Regions from separate parts of the Triticum aestivum genome. Here region 2 is linked to region 1. A link is a contact called in public HiCAR-type data. All regions are on one chromosome and are shown on one strand. Each heading gives the region's core, a stretch centred on a gene start, on an enhancer-like site or on the middle of the called end of the contact. The rest is flanking DNA. Distances are from core to core; before and after follow the strand shown. Region 1 holds the start of LOC123104913 (mediator of RNA polymerase II transcription subunit 19a). Region 2 holds the start of LOC123104916 (BTB/POZ domain-containing protein At1g30440).

Region 1 (2,743 bases), core at 172-2,671:
TAAGAGTGAGGATCTTTTAGCACCTCAAAGCCTATCCATGTCAGATTTGCCCATGATAAACTCACATGAGTAAACCATAGAAGGAGTAATCTTCGCAAAGAACAACCAATCGATTGTGGGCCCCGCGACATCGCTAAGGGCTACTCCCTCCGTCCGTGAATAAGTGTACTTCTACCATTTGTCCTAAGTCAAAATTTTATAATTTTAATCAACTTTTTAGAAAAGAGTAGTAGTATATATGACATCAGATTGGTATATTATGAAAATACATTTCAAAGCAAATCTAGTGATACTAATTTAGTGTCATAAATGCTGCTATTTTTTTCTATAAAGTTGATCAAAGTTTCAAAATTTTGACTTAAGGCAAATCCTAGATGTACACTTATTCACGGACGGAGGGAGTACTTCTTTATTAAATTACACCGAAAAGAAAGTCTGTAAAAAACAAGAGCTAACCTAAAACATAACTATCCTTTGCCCTCCCATTGAATCCTTCCTTCTACCCAAAAAAAAGACACCCAACTTGTAGAGCACTATGGAGATCGAAAGAGAAACCCCTTTGCCATTATTATTTTGGGCCACGCTTGCACCATTTTTACGCCTGTGGGTGTCTATCATTTTTTTCCTGCCCACACCACAAAAAACAACGAGCCAATTAATATACAAATGACCTGGAACAAATCAAGCAATGCATATTTATGCCATGGCGAGCGAGTGAAATACGCGCCAAAGTTTAAATGCATTCCAGATAGCCACTTAATACTCACGCATCTATATCGGCAAAAATAAGAGATCTATTTGTAGTCTATACAAGGCAAAATCGTGTGATTTGAAAGTCGACGGGTCCGACTAAACTGCTACGTCGTGCCAAGTTTTTGTATCATGGTTGTCATTTTCACTTAAATAAAGTTATCTATTTATAGCAAGAGCATAATTTCCACTATCGTATAAACTAGAGTTGGTGGCGGGGTGTGTTCACTCTCCCGTCATATCTTCCTCATCCATCTAGAACTCATGAGACCCCTCCAATTTTAGAAAGAAAAAAAAATCACATCTTGCAAAAGGTGCTTTCATCACTTCTCTGAAGAAAAAACCCGCTTTCATCACTACTTCAGTTACGTAAATGAGTGTTGGTTGCTTGATTGAGTTTCTTCCTTGCAGCGCTGCGCACGCATTGGTTAAGCCAATATAATTGGATTATTTTTGTGTTTTCGCGGCAATACACATTTGTTACTCTAATACTCCCTCCGTTTCAAAACAAACGCGATTTAGTACAAAGTTAGTAGGTTGTATGAATTTTAAACTTTTGAGACCACGTGTAAGCTTTTCGAAAGAAGTTGCGCACCATCTGCTCCGCAGGCAGAATTAAATACTTTTAGGTGGATTATTACGTCAAAAGAGAGAGAGAGTAGTACTAATAGAATTTTCCTATCAGTCCTCTCATAGTTTCCTTCCTCTTCTGACTTATCTCACATGCTCTGACCTCAGCTCCAATCTGAGACCCTAGTCCCTCGAGCCGTCGCCGTGCCGTAGCTGATAGCATCACCGTCCGACGCCCCCCACCCGCTCCCAACCCTCCCGCCTCTCACGCGCGCCGCCCCCATCGCCGTCCCCGCCGTATCCACTCCGTCCGCAGTCGACGGGTTTTGAGGTACGAGCTTTTAGCCATCCGGTGGTTGCTTAGAGCCAAGCTAATCACAAATCTTGGGAGCGGCGGCGCGCCCCCGGCGCACCATCTAGATCCGCCCATGGCGGCCTTGACCACACAAGTTTCATGCCCTCTAGCTTGAAGATACTCTGTTTACCTCCGTGTCTGCCTGCCAAAGCTCATTTAATAATTATTAAGGACTCTGTGCCGTCGCTCCATAAACGTTCGGGGAAGAAATTGTTGGTGCTAACAAAATCCATTTTACTGTCGCCCGGATTAGCAACTAATCGGCCCTTGCTGGTAGATAGCGGTACAGATTGCATATTATTACGCTTTCGCATTAGCCTATGCAGGATCCAAATCTTGTTTATGAATGTAACCGATCTTCGCATATAGCGGGTCAATGGGTGAATTGTCTAGCGAATTTCGCAGTGCAGGATAAAGTGTTTGGTATAACAGATTTTGACACCACGAATATTCACCTATCGTTTTCTCCAATATTCACCTCTATATCATGTACATTTACCAACTTACCATACACAGAAGTGGAAAATATTCTAACACTAGCAGCAGGCCCTAACTAGCAGATGCAATTTCTATTTTTAGTGTTGGTGTTAGTTAAGTCTATCTAGTACGTTATTTAGAACATAGTTCAAAAAATTGCTAGGCGTTAATTGTGCGTTTCGCCGCCCCCTTGCGCTTTTCTGAGCAAAGCGCTCATTTATGCACAGATTAAGCACAATTAACCGCTAGGCGTTAGGCGCACCTTCTTGAGCTATGATTTAAAATGTATCCAACTAACTTTGCTTCTTTTGCTTGATTGCTTATGTGTATTTGTTTTCTTAAATCAAATCTTAGGTGGACATGCATTTTGCAAATGTCAGGCTCTAATCAGATGGCTTCGGATGGTAAATTTGGAAAAGGTAATGTCCTTTTTGGTACTATTTTAATTCTTCTTCATTGTTCACGAAAATGGGTAACACCATATTCGTACCAATCTTATGGTATAGCACGCTGTACAGTTTAAAAAACCAAGGAGTGTTTATACAAATTGAGCGATACATATTTAAGAATAAAATAAACAGATTGACCTAT
Region 2 (2,700 bases), core at 97-2,596, 480 kb before region 1:
CAGAAGCGGTCAACTGCGATCAACTGTGCATATTAGTGGGTACAATGAGTGAATAACACCCCACCATACTTGAATGGTGGAACTGTATCTAGCATGTGCAATGGGGCACCAAGGCAGGCAATACCGCAAGTCTTCTCCTTATTTCGTGGGAAATATTCTTAATCAACAAGTGTGTCGGTGACAAAACGAAATTTCAAATTCCAGCTAACGCCTTGTTTTGAACACATTTTCTTGGCAACTAGCATAGCATTTGAAAGTAATGTTTTCAACCCTGAATTTTCTCTCTCAATCACAAATGACAAGCAAGCAGGAGCAAGTAAACCAAGTCTGCTATTCGAATCTCATCGTTTTGCAATTGAAAATACGCATGTGAACATGGAATCAGTGGCAGTGGCCTGTATATATACAAAGAAAACAAAACTCGAGACAGAGCTCAGGGAGAGCGGTGTAGAGCGAAGCCGTGCAGTCCAGCCAAACAAGTTAAAGACTTGTGAATTATGGCACCTCCAGACAGAGCTCCACCAAATTGGCACCAATTTGAGCAGAAACCCCCAAGAACGCCAACCAGCCACTCTTGTCCTATTTTCTCCCCTAAATTCTTGAGGTTTCAGGTAGCAGCAAAAGAAGGGCAGGAACAAGACAACAAGGCCCAATTGTCTATCCTGGCAAGGGAGAGCGAGCAAGTAGACCGCAGAAATCAAGGCTGAATTAACGCGGAGAACATAGGGCGAACAGGGAAGAAGAGAGTAATGAGGCGAGAAATTTACCACGCCTGTCCCTGCCTTCTGAAGGCATCAGGCTTTGATCCCAGCTTCACCGACGCCGACGCCGACGCCGACGCGGCCATCCTGGTCGACGCGGCCTCCCCCAAAGAAGGCTGCGCGAGTAAGACTCGGGCGCAGAAGAAGAACCCTCAACCAGCACTCGGAAGCTCAGGCCATGGCCTGGTCTGCCCCTTTCTCTCTCGCTCTCTCCCAGCTGCCGCCGGAACCAGCTCCCCGCGAAAGAAAGACAGGGCAGGGCAGGGTCAGCGATACATGATATGGTTGGAGGTGGAGACCCCTTTGGCGACGGGCCTGCTGCTGATCCAACCACTCCTCCTCCAATAAACCAAGCGCAAGCGGGGGTTGCAGGAAGAGGAGCACCGATTCAATCGAAGCAGTTAATGGTGGGCGCCGGCGCACAATGGGGGTTGGGAGAGAGAGCAGGAGTGCGAGTAGTTGGGTTGGGGCAGGGAGGAGGCTTGAAGACGGCAGTTTCTATTGTGTCTTCACCCTCCCTCTCTCTCTGCTTAACTGCTTTTGTGGGTGATTAAGAAGGTCTCGGGGAGTTTGATTAGGGGGGGAGGTGGAGATGGAGATGGAGATGGAGAGGGGAAGCAGTTGGCGCTGTGTGTTTTTCTCTACTTCTTTAGGGCTCGTGGTCACGGGGACAGCGCCATGACTGGGTGTAAAAGAGCGGTTCATTGCCAACTCGACAATTGTTTTGTTTTGTTGCAAGGAGAAAGAAATTAGAAAAGGAATCGGGTCAATTGGTAGTAGGCGTCAAACGGAGGGAGCGGCCAGACGACAAGGCAGCAGGTCAATCAATTATTTGGTCGACAAGGGAGATATTGCGGCCTGCGGAATCGCACGGCTGGTTCCCATCCATTGAGGCGCAAATAGTGGGAAATAAATTAGTAGAGTAGGAATCTATACCTGTGTGAGGCGCAAATATCGCAAAGCTACGACTAGTAATGTGTTGGAAGGCGTTTTTTTAGTATATTTATTCCAGAAAAAGAAGGTGTTTCTTTTCTTTTTCTTTTTAGGGAAAAAAGAAGAAGCAAGGTGCGTATGGGAGGAGCGGGGGTTGTGCGTTGGTTCCTGCCTGCCAGTGTGCTGCGTGGGTTGTTGGCGCGGGAGTTAATATTTACTGATGAGGAGGGCATTAAAGGGTCTGGAAATCTTGGGCTGCGTGTACACAGATTCTCTGAAGGAGAGAGTACAGCCGGGCAACGTTTGTTTATGCATGCATTTCAGCCACCGCTTTGTCCTCTTGACCTCAATACCGACTATATTTCCGGACGTCCGTAGCATTTTCAAATTTAGGTACGGTGGTCCTCTACTTCTAGGGTTGCAGACTTGTAGTACTTGAAAATACGTCCTTAGGGTTTTTATCTATGTTGGTCGTTTGATTCACAAGGTTTTTTCTTTTGGAATCAAGTGTGCTGCAGTTCATTGAAAATCATGCATCTACTTCAACCTCTTTTCATAATTCTTTTGTTTTTTCTATGGCATCAAACACTCTATACTAATTCTATAAGATTCAAGTGGACGTGACACTTAAATCCTGTATTTTTCCTATCCTTACGTTCTAAAATCCTGCAAATCAAAGAGGGCCTGATTAGTGAAGCCCATACTGTGCCATGCAAGGATATACGACGCACCAGGGTTGAGTTGGTTAGGGGGACAGTGGTATCCTCAACCCACCACATGAAATCAGCGGGTGCAAATCCTTTTTATAAGAAAGAATCTTTGAAGGCGCAAATCAAATCGTCGTATATCTCATACTACTAGTAGTACTATTTTGTTTTCAGAAAAAAAATGGAAGCTTGGGCTACCGGCAAATGCTCTTCTCGATCGGTGGCGCATGTCTTTAACCTTACGCAGTCGGTACTACTAGCACGTACTCCGAGTCTGCAGGAAACCCAAACCACCTTGA

What was found. HiCAR-type assays count read pairs that join an accessible place to other places.
Region 2: a contact with region 1 is called in a HiCAR-type map of leaf, with 8 times the contacts expected there. The contact joins the promoter of LOC123104916 here to the promoter of LOC123104913 in region 1. A contact is called at or near these places in 1 of 5 Hi-C or Micro-C datasets (leaf) and 1 of 1 datasets of contacts at active chromatin or transcription factors (leaf).

What each region holds. Positions count from the first base shown.
Region 1 is chr5A:575,028,492-575,031,234 of IWGSC CS RefSeq v2.1, reverse strand. LOC123104913 (mediator of RNA polymerase II transcription subunit 19a) reads left to right here and starts at 1,421. Exons shown (of 7, transcript XM_044526851.1): 1 at 1,421-1,651; 2 at 2,507-2,571. The coding sequence starts at 2,526.
Region 2 is chr5A:575,511,204-575,513,903 of IWGSC CS RefSeq v2.1, reverse strand. LOC123104916 (BTB/POZ domain-containing protein At1g30440) reads right to left here and starts at 1,346. Exons shown (of 4, transcript XM_044526854.1): 1 at 768-1,346. The coding sequence starts at 847.